Linked DNA regions of Sus scrofa: region 1 is linked to region 2. Evidence: chromatin contacts called from public HiChIP or PLAC-seq data. All regions are on one chromosome and are shown on one strand. The core of a region is the stretch at or near the end of the contact, and the rest is flanking DNA. Distances in the headings are between cores, read along the strand shown. Region 1 holds the start of LOC102165279 (transcription initiation factor TFIID subunit 4-like). Region 2 holds the start of DSN1 (DSN1 homolog, MIS12 kinetochore complex component).

The links. HiChIP or PLAC-seq counts read pairs in DNA pulled down with a chosen protein or histone mark.
Region 1: a contact with region 2 is called in an H3K27ac HiChIP or PLAC-seq map of skeletal muscle. The contact joins the promoter of LOC102165279 here to the promoter of DSN1 in region 2. A contact is called at or near these places in 1 of 5 promoter capture datasets (fetal skeletal muscle), 3 of 47 Hi-C or Micro-C datasets (epiblast stem cells, fetal skeletal muscle and liver) and 2 of 2 datasets of contacts at active chromatin or transcription factors (alveolar macrophages and skeletal muscle).

Annotation. Positions count from the first base shown.
Region 1 is chr17:40,097,037-40,099,736 of Sscrofa11.1, reverse strand. LOC102165279 (transcription initiation factor TFIID subunit 4-like) reads right to left here and starts at 1,338. Exons shown (of 3, transcript XR_002340154.1): 1 at 1,273-1,338. It overlaps SOGA1 (protein SOGA1), which reads left to right and starts at 935. Exons shown (of 15, transcript XM_005672920.3): 1 at 935-1,609. The coding sequence starts at 935.
Region 2 is chr17:40,015,958-40,018,777 of Sscrofa11.1, reverse strand. It overlaps DSN1 (DSN1 homolog, MIS12 kinetochore complex component), which reads left to right and starts at 1,422. Exons shown (of 11, transcript NM_001243366.1): 1 at 1,422-1,596.

The DNA.
Region 1 (2,700 bases), core at 89-2,588, 81 kb before region 2:
AGAGGGAAGCCGAAGCAGAAGGTGTGGATCTGCGAGGTTGGGATTCCATCCCCGCTCTGCCACTGACTGACCTTGGGTTAATCGTGTGCCCGCCCTAGGCATCACTTTACGCATCTGTACAATGGGATAATCCGTCTCGCTCTGCGAGGTTCGGGGGGCGGAGTTCGCGCACGCTCCGCACAGCCGCGAGGGGCGAGGGACTCGGCGTGTATATGGATGCTGGCTCCAGCGATCTGAGGTCTGCCCGGCCTCTGCCTGGCAGTCCTCCCTCTCGCCGCTCGCGCGACCCCTGCTCGGACGCGGGGAGCAGGGGGGCCTCCGCCGGGTGCGCTCTCCGGGCCGGCAGGGGAGGGGGCGGCGGCGGAGCGGAGGAGAAAGGAGCCCGGGCCGCGGCGGACCCGGCCCGCCTGACCCTCGAGGGGGTCGCTGTTGCCTCGCAGATCCCTCCCTCGCTCGCTGCCTGCGTCCCTCCCTGCCGCTCCCGCCGCGTCCGCCTTTTGTTCGCGGAGCCGCGCGCCCCCGAGCCCAGGCGGCGGGGCGGGGAGCTGGCGGGGCTGCGCGGGGGCGGGCCGCGCCGGGCGGAGCCGGGGCCCGGGCCGCAGCCGGACTCGGAGCCCGAGGGAGCGATAGGCGCGCTGGCAGCCGGGGCCCGGGCGCGCTCCGGGGGCGCGGCGAGGCCGAGGGGGCGGGCGCCGGGCGGAGCCGGAGCCGGAGCCGGGGCGCCTGGAGGCGATCGGGCCGCTCTCTCCGAGCTCAGAGTAGCGGAGAGACCGTGCGGCGGGAGTCGGGGCCAGAGCGCAGCCCGGGAGCTGAGGTGGGCCGAGAGCAGACGCGGCCCGAGCGGCAGGAGAGGCGCCGGGGACCTCCCCCCGGGCGCGGAGGCCGGGCGGGCCCGGGCCATGCCTGCAGCTCACTGAGGCCAAGGGAGGCCGCGATGGAGGTGCCGGCGGGGGAGCCCCCTGCTCGGGGCTGCGGCCCCCCGCCCGCGCCAGCCCCTGAGAGGAAGAAGAGCCACCGAGCGCCGTCGCCGGCCCGACCCAAGGACGTGGCCGGCTGGTCGCTGGCCAAGGGCCGCCGCGGCCCAGGCCCGGGCGCCGCAGCCGCCTGCAGCTCCGCGTCCTCGGCGCGGCCGGACAAGAAGGGGCGTGCGGTGGCGCCCGGGGCGCGGGGAGCAGGGACGCGGGTGGCCGGGGTCCGCACCGGGGTCCGCGCCAAGGGCCGTCCGCGCCCAGGCACCGGGCCGCGACCGCCGCCACCGCCGCCCAGCCTCACCGACAGCAGCTCAGAGGTGTCGGACTGCGCGTCGGAGGAGGCGCGTCTGCTGGGCCTGGAGCTGGCGCTGAGCAGCGACGCCGAGTCAGCGGCCGGGGGCCCGGCGGGGGCCCGCACTGGGCAGCCGCCGCAGCCCGCGCCGCCCGCTCAGCAGCCTCCGCGGCCTCCCGCCTCCCCGGAGGAGCCGTCGGTGGCCGCGTCGTCGGTGGGCAGCAGCCGCCTGCCACTCAGCGCCTCGCTCGCCTTCTCCGACCTCACGGAGGAGATGCTGGACTGCGGGCCCGGCGGCTTCATGAGAGAGCTGGAGGAGCTGCGCTCGGAGAACGACTATCTCAAGGTGGGGGCGCTGGTGGGGGAATGGGAGGCCGCGGGAGGCGTGGGTGGCAGCCCCTCTGGCCAGAGGCACCAGCTGGCCGCTGCCCCAACGCCTGAGCTGGAAAGGGGCCTAAACCCTCAGGGGCACCCTGAGGTCTGCCTGGGGCTCCCCCGCATTCCGCTCCTTACTGTGTCTGGGAAACCTTCTCCTGAGGGAGGAACCTGGAAGCGGAGACTGCCCAAAGGCGCCTGGTTGGGGAAGGGGGCCTTGGAAGAAGTGCTTTGGAGGATGCCTAGGTGCGGTACTTGGGATGGAGGTGGGTAATCAATCAGTGAGGGGCTGGGCCTCTGATTCAGCTGCTCAGAACCCCCACCCCCACCCCAGGCCAGAGGCCAGACCTTTGGGGGCTCTCCTTTCCGGAAGAGGCGCTGGTCTGCACTGCTGCCAGGAAGACCCATGCCATCCCCTGCCAAGGAGAGGCCAGAACACCATCCTGAATCTTAACCCAGGGCTTTCCTGGCCCAGGCCTGTCCCTGCCTGCTTTTCAGGGCGGGTCCCGTTTGAAAGCATGACATCTGGGAACATCCCCTTGGCTGGAGTCCGACTTCCGCCCAGTCTAACGGTCCCACAGCCCGGGAGGATGATGTTGTGGGAGAACCGGTTCAGAGGCAGCTTCCTAAATCCCAGGATATTGTCTTCTGCTTAGTTTGGGACAGGCCCTGTACACACAGTGAATGCGTTGGTGCTTCACTGCCAGTGCCCATCTTCTTCCCATGTTACCAGTGCGAGGAGGGGCTCTGACATCCCAAAAGAGCATCCCTCTGGGTGTGTGGGGGCCTGAGAGCTTCCATGGGAGAACAGACTTTGCCTTCACCCCTGCAGGGGACATGAACACCTACTGGGTGCAGGCCAGGCTCTGTCTGTTCACTGCCTGGCACCGAGGCAGCCTCAGGGACAGCCCAGCCCTTATGTGTTGATGTTGGCCTGGGAGACTGGAAGCTTCGTGGGTTCTAGTGCCACGAGCTGGGCATGGTTTTGGAAGAGGCTGAAATGTTACCTACTCTTATCAGTTGATGTCCTGGCACAGCACCCAGGGCATCCCTGGCTAAGAG
Region 2 (2,820 bases), core at 173-2,672:
GTTGTGTGTTGTAGGCAGAAGACTGAGAGGAGATGCTCCAGGGAGAGGGAACAGCATGTGTGAAAGCAGAGCAGAACTGGAGAGCTGAAAGAAGTCACTGACACAGGGAGTAATGAAACAGGCTAGGTCAGGTCACACAGTGCCTTAGGAGGGAAGGAATGCCCACATCCTATGGACAGTAGAGAGCCATGGAAGAAATGAAAGCAGTCAAAGTACATAAAGAATGTATTGGATCTGGATTCCATGAAGCAAGATACTCACCTTGGTCCCAGGACAGCCAGTTCTGGCTGGGTTCTGTTCTTGGGACATGGACAAGGGAGTAGTTAAAAGGGGTAGGGTGGACATAGAAGGAACTCGGTCCCAGAAAGAGATATTCAGAGAGCAAAGAGCAAATCTCTGCTTTCAGATGGCTGTTGAGAGCTAATATACTGGAACCACAGGATGGAAATTTCAGGAAGGCAAATTTCTGCCTACCACCAGGAAACTTTTCCAAGGACCACAGCTGCTGTGGAAAGATGACCACAGTCACATTCCAGCTGCTGCTCACCAACCCTTCTTTTAGATTTTGTGGACTGCTTGTAATTCAACACTTGGAGGTCTCAGGTCTGAAAGGACTGCACATGTAAGGGGTCATTCTGATGGCATCATGGTGAGATCTGGAAGCCCTCAAGCCAGCAAGGGATAGTGGACCAGGCCCACACGGGGCTCCTGGGAGCACAGAAAGGGCATCTACTTTTCAGCCTAGGGCCTCAGAGAAGGCTCTGAGATGAATCCTCCGCTGAGGCTTAAAACTGGAGAAATTCGCCAGGAACAAGCAGAGAAGGGCTTCCCAGGCAGAGAGTGAACAGCTTGAGCAAAGGAGCAGAAACAACAGGGGTGGAGAGAAGAGTGGCAAGCAGTTTGGGGAGGGGGTGACCTGCAATGAGGCTGCAAAGGAGAATTCCTGAACTTTGCCAAGTACTGAAGGGGCCGCAAAAGGAGAAAATGTGCTAGAGCGGGACTGGAAGAAGTGCTCCCAGTCTGCCCTGAGAGGGTCACGGTCCACATTTTTTAGAGTTAAGAAAATAAAAGGAAGGGGGATCATGGGTTCATCATTGCCCATCCGCTAAAGCACTGTAAGTACCTCTCTGGGCCTCTGTCTTCCCCTCTTAGAAAGACTCTGGGCACATCCTGCGCAAAGGACCCGACCCTATGACGTAACCTAGTTAGTGACTCCCTGGGCGTGGCGGAGCTGAGAAGGTGGGGACTGTGGCCGGCCAACTCTGGGCGGGGAAAGACTTCAACAAAGGGGGCGGAGCTCGTAAAAGGCTTGCACTCCAGTTTGCGCATGCACTTTGAGGGAAAGCTAGCGTTGTGCGCCTGCGCCTGCGCGTGCGCGAGTCAGGGAAGCCGCCAGCGGCGCATGCGTCCTTGGCCGGCGGGAGTTTTACTAGGGGCAGGGTTGGCGCCGGCGGGTATTTAGGGCCGCGGACCCAGACTGGAAAGTAGTAGCGTACTTGCGCGGGCCGTCCGGAAGTAACTCGGCATCGCGGAGAGATACCTGAGGCCTTGTGTTTCGAGAACGGAGACTCAGTGCTGGACAGGCGTCGCTTTGAGGTCAGGAAGTAGTAGAACTCTCCCTGGACGCGGTCCGGCCCACTATCGCAGTAGCCTCTTAGGGGTTGGACCCCTCTCGGCCCAGACGCGATCCCACCAGTCGCCAGCGCCCGACAGCAGGACTGTGGGGGCGGGAGGGAGCATTGCCATCTCCCGGCGAGATGAAGCCTGAGGGGGGGCAGCTCCTCATTCGGTGCCTGTTTGCAGAGCCCACGGTCTAGACTCTAGAACAGTGGTTGAGGGTTAGGGGTGGGTCACAATTTGGTTCGAATTTCGCCCCTGCTCTAGGCTGGCTGCATAACAATTTGGAGCCAGACTTTTGACCCTCTGCACCTCAGTTTCTCTATCTGCAACGTGGAATTAATGATGGTTCTTAGCAAGCAGTGGGAAGGACTAAATGGGATAATGAGGCAAAGCCCTAGCATATAGTAAGCCCTTAACAAGTCACTGTTGTTGGTTTCATCTAGTGATACAGTCGAAATTGTGGTGATTTAGATCTTTGACCCACCCCTTGTCCTGTGTTGTGTCTCCACATACATTCATTTCTCTTTTCTAAGCACCCCACCACCACCCCCAACATGCAGATTTCTGCTGGGGAAAGGGGGAAGCATGGAAGATGCACAGAGATGCCTCAGTCATGTCCCTGCCCTCTTCCAGTGAGTCAGTTGTCTGTGACAGGCACTAGAAATAGTCTGGCTGGGGAGACAGACATAAACAGACTGTACAGCCAGTGCTAGGGAGACCTAGGGGTGGAGCAACCGACTGTACCAAAGAGAAGTGGTGTGAAAGTTCACACCTGAGCTAGATTGAGAGGGATGAGTAAGTCTGACAGGCAGTGAATGCAAAGATTCCACAGTGGTGTGTGAAATGGGACGGCAGGAGAAAACAGGAATGGTTGGTTGGGACTGGCTTCTGGAAGGTGTTGAGTTCACTGGAAGAATCTCTGCTGCTGTCTAAAGAATGAATTGGAGAGGAGCACTGTTGCATGTATGAAAACTAGTGGAGAGGCTGTTAGACTCCTGTGGGGAGGAGGTGATAGAAATTATGGGACCTGAACTAAATTGATAACTGGTGACGGAGAAAAATTTTACAGGCCTTTGGATCTGGAGAATTAATGCTGATGTGTTTTTTTTCATGTTTTGATGACTGTGTAGATCCTACTGCCATCAACTGAATTAATGGAATTAGGGTCTCGTTAAAAACAAAATAATTGGGAGATAAGAT